Regions from separate parts of the Rattus norvegicus genome. Here region 1 is linked to region 2. Evidence: chromatin contacts called from public HiChIP or PLAC-seq data. All regions are on one chromosome and are shown on one strand. The core of a region is the stretch at or near the end of the contact, and the rest is flanking DNA. Distances in the headings are between cores, read along the strand shown. Region 1 holds the start of Ubqln2 (ubiquilin 2). Region 2 holds the start of Nbdy (negative regulator of P-body association).

What was found. HiChIP or PLAC-seq counts read pairs in DNA pulled down with a chosen protein or histone mark.
Region 1: a contact with region 2 is called in an H3K27ac HiChIP or PLAC-seq map of oligodendrocytes, with 14 times the contacts expected there. The contact joins the promoter of Ubqln2 here to the promoter of Nbdy in region 2. A contact is called at or near these places in 2 of 12 Hi-C or Micro-C datasets (the A7r5 cell line and the Rat2 cell line) and 1 of 1 datasets of contacts at active chromatin or transcription factors (oligodendrocytes).

What each region holds. Positions count from the first base shown.
Region 1 is chrX:21,230,785-21,235,677 of GRCr8, forward strand. Ubqln2 (ubiquilin 2) reads right to left here and starts at 1,444. Exons shown (of 1, transcript NM_001108251.2): 1 at 1-1,444. The coding sequence starts at 1,156.
Region 2 is chrX:20,963,313-20,967,950 of GRCr8, forward strand. Nbdy (negative regulator of P-body association) reads right to left here and starts at 1,809. Exons shown (of 1, transcript XM_063280549.1): 1 at 1,603-1,809. The coding sequence starts at 1,809. The coding sequence ends at 1,603.

The DNA of each region.
Region 1 (4,893 bases), core at 194-2,693, 270 kb after region 2:
GGCTCTGCATTCCTGGGGTGCTGAAGATGCTGGCCACATAATTAGCTGCAGCCATGGTGTTCCCGGCCGTAGTGCTGCTGGTGTTGCTGCCAGCCACAGTGCCACTGCTTGTGGTCGTGGTGGTGGTCGTCGCAGAGGTCTGGGTAGTTGGCGGTGGTGCCCAAGGATTAGGCAGCGGATCCCGATTCTCCGTGCGGGAAGGCTGAGTACCTTCCCCTGAGGAGGAACTGCTCCCCACCGTGGCAAACGGATTGCCCCCAAACTGCTCCTGTGCGGCATTCAGCATGGGTTCTTGAATGTCAGTGTACATGCGCCGCAGAGCATTGTAGCCACCTGGGATGCTTTCGAGATTACTGAGAGCCAGGTCTTGATTTCTCATCATCTCTTGCATCATGGCAGGATTCCTGGCGATTTCGAGAGTCTGCCTCATTATATCTGGGTTGTTCAGTAGGTGGCTGATTTCTGGGTTTCTCTGGATCAATTGTTGCATCTGTGGATTGGCCATGATGAGCTGCCTCATCAGATCAGGATTCGAAAGCATGCTCTGAACAAAGGGATTTTCCATGATCTGGATCATCATCTCGGGGCTGGCCAAGAGCTGCTGCTGCATCTGGTTCTGAAGCTCGGTGAAGTTGGACGAGTTCAAACCCAGGTTACCAAGGCTGGCAAGGCTTCCGAGCCCCAAGTTGCTGCTATTTGTGGTAGTAGCTGTGGTGCTACACCTGGGAGCCGATGATGTAGTCGCCGCCGGCGGCGCCGCCGCCGTGGTGGTGGTCGTGGTCGTCGTGCTCGTTCCCGCAGTAGTGCTGGGCTGCGTGGTGGCCTGGCCCTGCGGACGGTTCTGGCTTTTGATAACCAGGTGAACAGTCAGTCCATCATGGATGCCATGCTGGATCAAGGTGTCTTGATCTTTCAGGATTTTTCCAGCGAAAATCAGCACGAGCTGATCGGTTTGCGATTTGAAGCGTTTAGAAATCGCTTCCTTGAACTGCTGCACGGTGCTGTTCTCGGGCACCGCGAACTCCTCCTTCTCTTTGGGGGTCTTCACAGTGACTTTGATGATTTTGGGCTCGGCTGGCGGGTTGGCCGCGCCTGGGGCCGCAGCAGGGCCGCGGGAGGGGCGCGGGGGGCCGCTGCTCTCGCCGTTCTCAGCCATGGCGGCCGCGGTGACGCAGGCTCACAGGGAAGGCGCTGGCGAGCGAAGAGGGCGCGAGGGAAGGAGGCGCCGCGGCAGCGGACTGGGGCGGCCCGGCGGGCAGTGCGGAACACAGTACCTCAGAGATGAGGGCTGCGGCTCCTCCCGGTCGTCGGCTGCGCACTCGGTTCGGCGTAGGCCTCGGCTAAGGGCTGAGAGAGCAGGTCCTGCAGGCCGTCTCTGCCGCCGCCGCCTTGTGATCTGCCCGCGCGCACTCCCAGCGACTCCTGCAGCTGCGGCGCCCGCGCTCCCGCCCCGTCCCGCCCCCGGCCGCGCCCCGCCCCCTGCTGACGCGGCGCCAGCCCAGCGAGCGTCTCGCAGCCGAGCGCAAAACTCCTGCCCTGCAGAGGAGGGGGGGCGAAGAGGGGAGAGGGAGAGGGAGGGAGAAATAAACAAAGAGAGGGGGAAAGGGAAGGAAAAGGAAGGAGGCTGGAGAGAAAAGCGAGGGGACCGAGGCGAGGCGAGGGGGGGAAGGGAGGAGGCCGGGAGGTGGAAGAGGGAGGCAGCTTCTTTAGCAGCCTCTGAAAGACCAATGGAGAATGTGGGTTCGCAATCTGGGAGGCAGTGAAAGGATGAAAGCCTGAATTGAACCGATCCCAGGCAAAGGACGAAAAATGAATAGTAAAGAACTCTGACAAAGCAAAAAGGGAGAACGAGCACCCGAGTGGGGGAAGGGAAGGCATGGCGGGAGCGAGCATTTTACAAAAGGAGCCTAAAAACGACCAACAGGCTTCTGAAAATATGAGGCTCGCTCCTAATCAAAGGGATTCAAATAAAACAATGAGATTTTTTCCTTCGGGTTTATCATATTGGCGCCGATGAAAGAGAACGTTAAACCTTGTTGACCAGGAGCCGAGAAAATGCACTCTCATGCTAGTCGTAGTAGGAATTGTAATCGGGCAGTTTGAAAATACAAATGGACATTTTAAGTATTTGCACCTTTGTTTAGAAAGACCTAATAATCGATTCTAAAATCATATATATACATATATATATATATACACATACAACGTAGCATTTATAAACACAGCGTTTAGCTAGTTAAATGTGTCTGTAGCAGGAATACTATGATTTTGCCATACAATAAAATAATCCCTGTGTCTAAAAGATGGTGGCTAATTCATGTAGTATTACGTGTCTCTAAAAGAATACATTAAATGCACTGTAGTTAGGAGGAAATAATAGACGATATTTGGGGTTATATTTTCTATGGATTTATGTTTTTCTTAACAAATGGAAATAATACAGGCGTGTAGGTGTCAGTATCAAAAAGCTTGTAGACTATATGTGTGAAAAATAAATCTGAAGGGTGAGACTCCATTATGATAAAGGTAATTATTAATAGGAGATGAGATTGTGAATAAGGCTTATTTTTTATTTTTATAAGACTTTCAATTTTATGGATAAATATGCATTGCATTTATGATTTTTAAAAACTACAAATATATTTTCAGACAAAAATAAAGGTAAAAATTGACAGGCACACAATCGTGGCAGAAATGAACATAATCATTACAGATTAAATAAAGAAAATAAAAATGGAGTATTAGTGATATAGAAAACCTGAATTATAAAAGAAATAATTCTGAAATCATTTATGTTTATTTCTCTTGCTTTGAACACAGAAAATCCTTTTCCCATACAAAAACCTAGTGATGATTTAACAGCATTTCAAAATCATTACATCACAAATACCTCAATAAATCTCAGTGTAAAACAAAATATAGAGTCATTATGTCCATGAATTAGTATAAAAATGATCATATATACTAGGTCTCATACTAATATAATATACAATGAAAAGTGAACTTGCTTTAAATACAAATCTCAAAACATAATTAATTGACACACATCAAATGTAAATATCTATGGTGTTTAAAACATATGTTCGTATGTATGCAAAATATTATATTAGCTAGACAGGCTGGACTGTGGCTCACTGACGGAGCACATGCCTACCGTGTGTAAAGAGACCCTGGATTCAATGCCTAGAACTGAAAAAAAAGAAAAGAAAACAAGAGAAAATAAATGGGCAAGAGGCAGTCATCCTAAACATCTAGCCACAAGGAAGAGGAAATGGTACAGGATTCAAGACAATGACTACACAGAACTGGAGTTAGAGCTGTAAAAATGTGCTTTGTCTCTAAAATATAGGCAAACATGACAAGCTACCAGTAATGGCTGATTTTAGATAGTAACAGTTCACATCTGTTTACAATGTGTTTAACTTTACTGAAAATAAAGAGAAATTTAATATTATATCACAGGTTATCTTTAATCACCCTTAAAGGTAAATACTATTAACAAAAATGGGGAAGAAGAAAACACTTAAAATTTAAAGAAAACTAAAGACTTTTGAGACAGAACAAATTGAAATTCTTAGTAGAATGAATTGATGAGCATAATTATAATGAGAATATATGTCTCAATAATTGCCATAAGATTACTCTATAGGTAGTTTAAGGAACTTGGTACTAATAGACATTTCTAGGCCCCACTGAAATAAGTGGTGAACAAGAATCTGCATTTTTAGCAGGTTCACCTTTAATAACATTTGATTTATGGGGTATTATGTGAATGAACTCCGATTCAAATTTATACATTTTAAGGCTTTAAATGCCAAATAATAGCAAAAATAAGTGTATTAGACATTCAAATAAAGGAGACAACAGAGAAACCAGAAAAAGGTACCTAACATGCCAGCCATAAAATGAAAACAGCAAAGATAAACAAACAATATTCCTCTTCCTTCATCCTTTTCTCTTGCTGCAACATTTTCCTTTTTGTGAGATACTAGAAAGACATTTTATCTTGTTTAAATATGAAAGCAATGGATCACACCATCTATAAAGCTGCAAAAGAGCTGAGCCAGAGTATATACAAAGTCCCACGGTTCCATCCGCAGCACCACAAAAATCAAAAAAAAAGTAAAGATGTGAAAGACAGTGTAATGCTGGAGCTTGACAGAGCTGCTACAGAATGCTTAAGTCTGCTCTTCATAAGCATTACCTGAATTACTTTTAATAGCTATGGCAGGAAACAAGAACTTCATATTCCTCTGGGAAATGAAGGCCAACTTGATAACCAGTACTGAAAATATACTGAAACATTCAATTTTACTGAGCACTTCTAGGTTATGGCTGTATCCTAAAAACCTAAGTCCTGCATTAGTAAAATGCATTGTCTACCTGGAGTGGATCTACAGAACTCAAAGAAAATTCTTATCATTCTTCACTCTTGTGGATGCACATGGCAGAAAATTAATAATCATCATCATCACCATCACCATCATCATCATCATCATCATCATCATCATCATCGTCATCATCATCCCGTTACAACTAGAGAAACAGTTATGTAAAGAGGGCAAGATGTGAGTCAATGACATTGGAATAAAAACTCTACCACAGTCACGGATAGCTGTGTGATGTTAGAACAGTAATCATTTCTCTATAGTGTAAGTTCTCTACCAGCTACAATGGGACAAAGAAACATGTTCTTAAAGCTGCACTAGTTCATGAGAGAGAGAGAGAGACAGACAGACAGACAGAAACATAGGGAGACAGAGATAGACAGAGACAGAGAGATAGTGACAGAGAGAGAAACAGACACAAAGAAGGTAATTACTGTTATATTTCCCTTTGGGAAAATAAGAACAATGAGATAAATTTACTCTTGGAAAATCAAATTACACAATT
Region 2 (4,638 bases), core at 559-3,058:
TCTCAACGTGGCCACTTAAGTGTCTCACAACTTGTGGCAACTTATAGGCCTATACAAGCATCCTTTAGTGGAGCTGTGGTTAAATGCAAGCATGTGAATCCTTTAGAAAAAGATGGCACCCACACAAATTCAACAAGTATCCTCCAACGCAATTGTGTACGCTTTAAATCACAGGGGAGAAATTACTTAGCTCTTTAAGCACTTCTGGCCCTGAATAGAGCCCCCTTTGTTTTCTAGGTAAGCATTTCTTTCCCTATTGCCATTTAAATTACCACATTTTCCCTTTGAATAGAGGTAAAAAAAAAAGAGGGAAGGACCGGCCTATTGGAATGACAATCACCAGGTTTGAGGTGAAATGGGACTCCATTTTTTTATGCTTTACCAACAAACCTGACACCCAGAACGTTCACAATCGTCACTGTTATTCATGGACTAGCTCACATATGTATTTTCCTCTTGCTATGATTTGGTCACCTATCCTCCCCACTTCCCAGTGCAAGACCTAACCACAGCAAGGACTCCATACAGATTTGTGGTACGAGATGAGAAGGAATTGTGAGCCTTGAGTCAAACTTGTTTTTTTTTTTTAACATAAGCCTCATTCAGATTAGCTATTAGCTTCATGAAAATAAGGATTAGAGTCTAAAAACACAAATAGTACTTATTTGGAAATCTCCTATGCTACTCGTTCATCAAGAATAAACTGCTGCGTACTTCTTAGCAAAACAGTCAAGGCCTACAGCCCTGTATCACACTTCCCTCACAGACTTAGAATTACAGCCATGCTGCCCCAGAACAACCTTGCCCTCTGGCTTTCATTCTGGAAACACTAGGCCTAAAAAGCCTCCCAACCCATATGGTAGATGTCACTCACCCTTTAAAGCCCACCCCAAATTCCCCCTTCCTCTTTGATGGTTCTTGATGGACTCCCCCCTTCCTCTTGGATGGCTCTTGATGACTAACAGGCATTCTTGCTCCATCAAGAGCCATCTCTACCCTCCACGATTCCTGAATACCTTGAACAAGCACATTTTATGGTACTTGAGTTCGATCATCATATTATAACTTGTCTTCACTTACTAAATCCCGTCTTACTCAGGAAAAAATACCTACTTCTCAAAGCTCTCTTCACAATCTCCTCTGTGCAGGCATTAGGCCTTGAGTACATCCTTACTTGAGCTAAGCATTTTTAAATGGAAAAAAATTCCAATATACACAAAAATAGAAGAGTATAGTAAATCCCCACACAGTTTTAATTTATCAACCAGTGAACAGTTTACTTGTCTCTCCCTACACCTTGGTCTGTCACGAAAATCAAAACACCGCAGTTTTTTTTACAAATTACAAGTAACTCATGTGAAATTACTCAACGCAATCAAATACCCATTTCATCCAAGCATACTTTAAAAAAAAAAGAAAGGAAGGAAGAAAGAAAGGCTTTTCGACGCCTGTACTTGTTTCTCTTCTTTTTAAATTTGTGGAAATAACAGGAAAACGGAGAAGAGCTGGGAAAAGGTACAATTAAGTTTCAGAGAGCCTGGATGTCCCAGATGAGAAAGAAAGAATCTGACCTGATTTCGTCTGGGAAAAAAATCTATTTCACTACTTCTCCGGAGGAGGAGGGTGCGACTTGAGTCCAGTAGATGCCGGAGGAGGCGCCGAGGGGAGAGTGGTACTACCTCCACTGGGAGTCCCTTCAGGATAATCCCACCGCGGAGCCAGGACACAGCGCTTTTTTGGAGGCTTGGGTTCCCGCGTGTTTCCTGGTGGGAGCGTGGATCTCCCGGAGGCACAAGGTTGGTCCCCCATAGGTATGACAGGACCAGAGCGTTAATTTCCTCTGGTGGGCCCTGCGCAAGGCCGAGATCTGAGATGGCGGATCCCCTCCAGGCACAGGGCTGGCTTCCTCCTGGTTTCGCTGTTACCGTATTTCCTGTATCCTGAGACGTATATCCCTTCTCCGCCTCCTCGGCGCTCCGCACCCCAGCCCATTTTAACCTTTCTACGAGAACGGAATGCAAAAAAAGTGCACATTTAAAAAATGCTTCTCCACAGCACATCTCTCCCACAGTTTAATTAGATATATGGAGAGTTTTATACCATTTAATTTTAAAAATACTAATTTGCCTGTAACTTGCCAACTGCACACGTGTTAATGAATGGGTGTGTGGGATGGTCGCGGGAGTGCTGTAACCAAAGAAATTAAGCGTTTTGCACTGCAGTCACTTACGCACATCACAGAGCCACGAAAGGGGTATCTAAGAAGCTGTGTACAAATATGCTGCCTTATTGATTACAGTGTTAAATTGAAAGCCGATTGTGGAAAACGGATGCACAATAAATTCATCATGTGTCATACAAACCAATGCCTCTGTTTATTTCATATTTTAAAATTTTTGTCATCCTTAAAAACGTACTGTATTTTTCCTCAATCCAACAGCCAAGATCTCTTTGAAAACAGACAACTGGTAGCACTCCATGTTTAATTGGCAAGATTTTATTTCTTTTTTAGGGTTTTGGAAAACAATGACTCATCTTACTATTGTGGTATGTTATATTCTATGTTATATGGTAAGAAGCTAGAAACAGTTATCAGAAGGTGCACAAAACAGAGAAAAGGCTTCTGAATTTCTTTGACAGGCATCACACTCTATAATCTTAATGTCTATGTCACTTGCCTGTTCACAAGCAAAACCACACTTTTCCACTACCACAGTCATTGTTTTCTAATGGAGAAATATCAATCCATCACATCACAAGAACTCTCTTTTCATACACTGCACCTCTTAAAAACTCTGTTGTATTTCATTAATTGAAGTATTGAAATTTGGATTTCTACCTATGATAATATACGTGCAAAATGATACCATATTAAGAACAATCCATTTAAACCAGTTACTGCCATAGCTAACTCACACCTCTAAAATGGCTTCCTTCCTCCAAGCACCAGCACAGCCTCTTACATAAAGAAGGTACCAATCGATATTTGGTAAAATTCAAAGGCCCTATAGTTTTTTTTAATTAAAAGATTAAAATCTAAGAACATCACTTCCTTTTTTGCCTTCCCTACCTCCAATATGACCCCCCAGTTAAGCCCTTCTGGATCAGTGTATCAACTGCTACCATCAGCACCAGAAAATCCTAATGAAAAAAAAGTGAGGGATATTGAGAGAACGCTTTAGAACCAGAAGAACATTTGTACTTAAACATGAGAGCAGTCAACATCCTAGAATTAATAGTTGAAGTTATGGGTGTGGGTACTACGCCGAGAAAAAATAGAGGCAGAAATATGAATCAAATTCGGGTAGGTCATGGCAGATGGAAGAAAAACTGTGTCAAAGTTAAAGGAAAAAGTGAGCACAAAATCAGAAAGCTGTGGCCTAGAATTTCTGAAACTTAAGCTGTTGACCTTTGAGGGTAGAACATTGTGTGTGTGTGTGTGTCTGATGGTGACCTGTCAGTACACTGTAGGATGTTTAATAATATTCTAAGCTATGACTCTACCAGTAGTACTTCCTGCCCCTCTGTTATGATAACCAAAAATACCACAAGACATTGCCAAATGCCTTCTGGGTAGCCAATTCCCTTCAGTGAAATTAATTAATCTATGCCTTATCTTGTACCTTTGCATCTCAGCAAATGTTAGTCCTTCACTCCAATGTATACTGCAGACGTTATATTGTTCAAATTAAAGACCATATCAGTTCTCAAAATAATTAGCCTTGTCATAATTTTTTTGTGCAGGTTCCCATTAAAAATATGTAAAACCACACATATCAGAGTAAAGATTGAGGTTCAATTGTTTCATTGCTATAGTTTTAACAAGTTTAGAGAGATGAATGATAGCTTTGGTAAAATGACAAGAATTAAAATTCTAGCAAAATCAGGAAGGTTTGATTATATAACAAATTTGGCTTGAGTTTCAACTTAGACTGCTATAGTCACTCTGGACTATTTATAATATAACTAGATTTATTTTGAGTTTTACCTTTATTTTCAAGACAGTGGTAGTTTGTGTATGCTTGGCCCAGGGAGCGGGACTATTAGGAGGTATGGCCTAGTTGGAGGAAGTGTGTCACTGTGGGGGTGGTCTTTAAGACCCTCATCCTAACTGCCCAGAAACCAGTCTCCTCCTGTTTGCCTTTGTAACAAGATGTAGAACTCTCAGCTCTTTCTCTATCACGCCCACCTGGATGCTGCCATGCTCCCTCCATGATGATAATGGACTGAACCTGAGAGTCTGTAAGCCAGCCCCAATTAAATGATGGCCTTGGAAGAGTTGCCTTGATCATGGTGTCTGATCACAGCAGTAAAGCCCTAAGACAGACAGAGTTTCAGTAAGACTTGGAAGATTACCTTGAACTCTTAGCCTCTTCCTTCCCCTCTCAAGTCCTGGCATTACAGGCATTTGTCACTACTCCTGGTTTATGCATTGCTTGAGACGGAGGAACCTGGACCAATTGAACTCCACCCCCAGGCCAATTTGTTTGTTTCTGATTGTGGTAAAATATACATTGCTTATTTTTCACTATCTTAGTCATTTCTAAATATACAGGCCAGTAGTGTTAAGTATGTTCACCTAATTCTATAGCCAGTCTCTCATTATAGCCAGTTTATTCTCATTAAACTCGCAGCCCA